Linked DNA regions of Zea mays: region 2 is linked to region 1. A link is a contact called in public Hi-C data. All regions are on one chromosome and are shown on one strand. Each heading gives the region's core, a stretch centred on a gene start, on an enhancer-like site or on the middle of the called end of the contact. The rest is flanking DNA. Distances are from core to core; before and after follow the strand shown.

Region 1 (2,927 bases), core at 36-2,535:
CAAAATGGCAGGAGTTTTCCTTCAAATAAGGTAGGAAAAGTAGACATCATACACTATAATGCAATAATGAAAGAAATCATAGATGTCTGCTCCAACGGTAGTGAAAGTCAGTATGCCAAAATCCCACTATGTCTATGGCATATGGGAGTAGGTTCCACATGTTATTGTATAAGTTAACACTGTAAAGGCAAAATGAGAATTGTTTTCATTTATGGAGACAAGTGTTTCTTTTTCAGAGGACCCAAATGTGGCTTGCATAAAACAATGATCCCCAAATAAGTAATGCCAGAGACCATCAAATATCAATACACACTCTATATGCTCATACTGAAGCATGTTCCATGGTATTAGGGGCTTTTTTGTAGCCTCCTAAGCAAGATTCCCGCCAGGCATTGATCATAGCCCCAGGCCCCTGAGAAATTACAGGCTAGGGGGGACGCCCAAGCCAGGCAGTCTTGCCTGGGAAACACACTCTTAGACATGCCTGTTAGAATAGAATGTGCTCGTTTATCAAGCTACAACCATATCATATTAGGGGTCCACACGGTTGTTCTATACTCCCTCCGTCTCAGGATATAAGGCGTAACCACTTTTTATTTTTGTCTCACAATATAAGGCGTGCTCTCTCTATGCATACGTATATCGATGCAGTGATATAGAGACAATTAAATGCATTTCTTGGTCTTTGAACCAGAGGTGGTTACGCCTTATATACTGGGACGGAGGGAGTAATAGAGGAAGACCTTAACTGACTCTGATTAAAGATAGGATAGAATCAGGTTTGATCTGTCCCAGATATAGAATAGAAGTCGGTTAAGGTAGCTGCACCCGAGTTGAACTCCTGATGGCAGTATTCTGCCCTATATATACTCAACCCCATCGACCTAATAGGTCAGAGCGAACACTTAAACCTAGTGACGTGTTTTCTTACATGGTATCAGAAATGGTCAAGGTCTTCCTTTATTATGGAACAATCATGTAGACCCTTGATCTGATATAACTATAGCATGATATACAAGCACATTCTATTCTAACATCCATCTATCCACCTCCAGAACCCTATCCGACGATAACAACTCTTCATGGTGTCTACCACAATCTCTGTTGTGTTAAGGCCTCTCCTAGGGCAATACATGAAGCTTACCAAGAACAACTTCGTGCTCTAGAAGACACCAAGACTGCTACTGCAGACACTCATATGGTGTAGACACCAACTGGTACCTCGACACAGCTGCGACTGATCACATCATATCTGATCTAGACAAGCTGATGGCCTACAACAAGTACAAGGGCAAAAACCAGATCATCACAGCCAACGGGGCAGGTATAAAAATTAAGAACATTGCCTCTGTGAAAATCTTGCATCTCAATAATGTCTCACATGTTTCTCATGCTACAGAGAATCTAGTTTCTGTCCATTAGTCTTCCAAAGATAACTGTCTCCCTTGAATATTTTCCTTATCATTTTCTAAAGATTTGGGCACGAGAAAGGTTATGCTTTGTGATAGATGTGAAGATGGTCTTTATCCATTACCAAGCCTCCGGCGAGGGGCTCTTAGTGTCATCAAGATGTCCCCTCACTGGTGGCATAGTCGTTTTGGTCAATCGTTCTTTCAAATGGTTGAGAATTTTGTCAGTCAAAATAAAATTTCTAGTTATAGTGACTCAGAAGAACCAATCTATAATGCTTCAAATGTATCTATCTTTGACACCAGGGGCAATTGTAATACAACTGATCATTCGTTTCCTAATGATTTATCTGCTAATGCTCATGCTACTGAAGAAGTTTTTGGAGATTCTAGTAACAGGCATGACAAAGAAGGTGAGACAGATGTTCGGGTGTCAACTAATGCAGCAACACCTTCTACGCAGGGTGTGCTGCCCTCTGACCATATGTTATCAGCACCTAGACTAGCTGTTTAGATGCGTGTTGCTCCGCATCTCTATTATCAGTGTCTGTTTAAAACAGAAGATAATGACTTGTTAGAAGCATCTTTAGGACCTGCAATATCCCATGTCCGTGCTCCACCATCACCAGCACGGTAGGAGTAGCCACCATGGGGCTTTGTTTCCATAGGAGCATGTAACACCCATTCCACTCCCGGACCGGCTGTACTTATTCCTAACAGCACTCTAGGATCATATATCATCCACACAGACCAACACGAGTCTTTTGTGCGCACTTTGTCCTCATTCATGTGCACCCGGGAAAACTTCCCGGTCGGTTACCCATCCCAAAATTGCTGCTGGCCAAGCACGCTTAAGCCAGAGGTTCTTTCGAGACAGACTTCCAAAAAAAAGAGGCGCCTTGTTGGTATGAGTAATCTATTAATTCTATTAAACCTTTGGCCCAAGATATCACCATCCACTGGGGCCAGGATATCACAAAGTAGGAGCTTCAGAGGCTGGCACTTTATCATCAGACACATCAGCACCTGTTTACACAGATCAGAGGCCTCATACAGAACTTAAAGATGGTAAAATTTCTCACGTTCGATATAGCTAACTAACTACTATAGGGGAACTTCTGTCTGAAGCTTTGGCTGATGAAAATTGGAACTTTGGAAGGATGCTATGGATATAGAATTTGATGCACAGATGAAAAATGATCCTTGATATCTAGTTCCTTCTGGTAGTGCCAAGAATGTTATAGATTATAAGTGGGTCTATGGAATAGAACGAAAAACAAATGGAAGATAAGATAGATATAAAGCCAGGCTGGTGGCCAAAGGCTTTAAGCAGCGATATGACAGAGATTATGAGGAAACCTTCAGTCTTACGGTTAAGGCAACTACCATCAGGATCATTCTATCGTTAGCAGTTTCTAGAGGATGAACATTGAGGCAACTTGATGTTCAAAATGTGCTTCACTGCTTCTTTCATTATATTTTGGAGGAAGTCTACATGAGACAACCACTAGACTAAAA
Region 2 (2,929 bases), core at 149-2,648, 69 kb before region 1:
CGGTGATGACGGCCCCAATGTAGCGTCATTTCGATTTTTGTTGAAATTGCGCTGCACAAAAACAACTACAGAACTATTGCCACATTCAACTGCGCTGCATAGAAACAACTACAGAACTGTTGCGGCGTTAGGGCTTGTACAACCCCTAAGACTGGTTCGATTTTTAAGGATCAGAGACAATTAAGAGACCTCGTGATACAATTATGAGAAACTAGATCATAAATATATTTAAGAAACAATATGTATGAATAATTGTGTAGAGATGGGCTCTTAGCAAAGAGTCTGTCTCTTTATTTTTTTTAATTAGACTTTTAAAGACTTCTTAAAAGACTCCATATTAAAGTCAGTACCTTTATATGAAAGTCAGTAGCAATAACTATGACGATGTCGTTGTCCGATGCTTACACCTTTTTTCTTTTCCTTCGGTCATAATCTATTTTGCACGTTGATCTAGCTGTACTAACTAAGTAAAAAAAACCCCGACAACATTTAAATATGGTCTTGCAATTGCAGTGATCAGGCACCTATGGTTCTTGCTCAAGCTTTAACACCGCAAAACCAGTGGAGGAAAATACACATTTTCGACATTACGTTCTCTTCTCAGGGAAGGGAGAACGACAGACAGCATGAGGAGAGTTGTTAAAATTCTCTCACACCAGAAGCCCACAAGCAAAGCCATGACGACCGACTCACTCACGCAGCAACATCAAACTCCAGCAGCCGGAGTCTGGAGATCGGAGAACTTCATCCTCACGTGGGTTTGAGGTCCTGAAACATGGAGTCCCACTTGATGTCGCCGTCACCGGCGCCGCCGTCCTCGTCCTCGTCGTCTCCCATCTCCTCCTCCTCGTCTTGGTACCCGTCATGAAACATCAGACTCGCCTTCTGCGACGACGCCGACGACAGCCTCGCGCCGCCACGGCCTCTGAGGCCGTAGCCGTACCCTCCTCCGGCGACGCCGCCGTCGGTGATCATGAGCACCATCTTCTTGGTGGTGCCGCTACCAGTGCCCTTCCGCTGCACTGCTCCGACGCGGACGGCGTCTTCGCCGCCGCAGATCCTCGGGACGACGGTGACCGACGACGACGCGGCCCTCCACGCGCCGCCTCCTGCCAGCCGGCGCGCGCACCGGGACAGGCACCTGGTGGCCCTGCGCCCGAGCCGCGAGGCCGCGGACGACGAGGCGCCGGCGTCCTGCTTCCTGGCCAGCTTGAGGATCTCGAGGCGGTGCTTGGCGACGGCGATGCCCATGCTCTTGAGCAGGTCGTGGTCGAAGTGCGGCGCGTCCCGGGGCTCCAGCTTGTTCCGGCTGAAGAGGCGCCCGTACTCGTGCGCCAGCGACGGCGCCAGCCCCGTCCGCGACAGCCACGCGTACCAGCTGTCCATGGCCCCCTGAACCTGACTTGCTGGCCGTAACCACTCGCGCTAGGATTTGTAGGAAATGGCATGCACAGCACAGGGAGGCAGACTGACACGTGACACTGACCAAGCAGGTAGAAAACCCGCAGCTGCAGAACACGGCCCAGCCAGCTCACATGCATGTCATGCATGCAGTAACGTACGGGTACAGGAACAGGATCCAACACCAATAACGTACAGTACAGCTACTTGTCACATGTCCCCTGCAAAGTGGAGCTGCAGCTGATCGATTGATGGGCTTCCCTTTTCAGCTTGAATAAACTGTTGCTAGCTGCTACTATGGTTCAGGTCGTCACGATACTTTTTCTATGCGAAAGACGCATGTAATCTCTATCCACTTGCGAGATTTCTTTTGGCAGCTTTGGGCGCAATGCAATGCAATGCAATGCATGGAAAAGATCACTTGAGATGTTGGAGGGTGGCGGCACGTATGATGATGGCGGTTGCGAGGAAGGACCACGGACACGTAAAGGCGGGAAGGACGCAAGCCGCGGGCGAGATGCGGGAGAAATGTGACCAGGCCAGGGGGCATCAATCCGTCGTCCCCGCGCCCGCGCCCGCGCGCGCGCCACCTCGCCGTCGCGTCGCGTACGCGGGTACGGTGGCTTGGGATCCTGTGGGCAGCGGATCGGAGCGGGGCTAGCTGACCCCATTGCGCGTCGCCCGGCTTATGGTGCCCGACAGCCCGAGGCGCGCGCGCTGGGGACGAGATGATTGTGCGGCGGCCGGGCCTGGGCGGAAGGACGGACAGGATTATTGCGTCCGCGCACTTGGTGTCGCCGTCGTGTCGCCCGGGTCGGCGCCTGAGCAAAGGGGGAAAAAATGAGTGGGAGGGGAGCAGGGATAGGGGGTGACTGATAATAGATCACGATCACGTTTCTTCGCAGTTCGTTTGAACACAAAATTAATATTAGTTCAAATATGAATATAAATTGAGCACCATCTTAGTTCGATCAGACGTTTAAAAATAAACTTTAGAACCTGTTACCACACCTAGACATCAGTCTTCACAAACATCGGCCACTAAAGATAGATACCATCAGCGAGGTAATACTCTTGGTTGTACTCGTGATCAGAGGCGGAGGATCCATTGTGGCTAGATATAGCCCAAGTCATACCTAATTGGAGAACACATTTAATTGAGAAAGATAATAATAGTCGCAAATTATATAATTCATAGCTCATAGCTCGTAAGTATTAAGAAGGCATTTTAGGAGAAGGATAGGCAAATACAATTGGCTGTCTCCAAGACGTGTGTATTAAAATTATTAGCATGACTTTGAATTATGTATTGTCGTGCACACATGTTTGTTAACAATTTATTCTTATTTTAGACAATGTTTTACTTATATATATATATGTTGTCTATTTTTTTTCTACAATTTAAATGGATGTGTGCTAAATTATATGGTGTAAAGTCATACCTAATTTTTTTCCGTCCTCCGCCACTCCTCCTGATCATTCACTATGAAGTTTATATTTAGTGCTTCACTACCGGAATCGCGTTCTT

What was found. A called contact is a pair of places that touch in the nucleus more often than the background predicts.
Region 2: a contact with region 1 is called in a Hi-C map of root tip, with 4 times the contacts expected there. The contact joins the promoter of LOC100276658 here to the enhancer-like site in region 1. A contact is called at or near these places in 13 of 25 Hi-C or Micro-C datasets (bundle sheath, ear, leaf and 3 more).

Annotation. Positions count from the first base shown.
Region 1 is chr9:98,708,364-98,711,290 of Zm-B73-REFERENCE-NAM-5.0, reverse strand. All of the region lies in intron 15 of LOC103638720 (transcription initiation factor TFIID subunit 1), which reads right to left. Among protein-coding and RNA genes, the nearest start is that of LOC103638720, 24 kb to the right of the region's middle. Within about 2 kb of position 1,285, at least 1 of the 20 cell types and tissues checked has an H3K27ac peak or open chromatin away from gene starts, as enhancers often do. A contact at or near this core is called in root tip, where this site is marked.
Region 2 is chr9:98,777,849-98,780,777 of Zm-B73-REFERENCE-NAM-5.0, reverse strand. LOC100276658 reads right to left here and starts at 1,398. Exons shown (of 1, transcript NM_001150390.2): 1 at 472-1,398. The coding sequence starts at 1,386. The coding sequence ends at 751.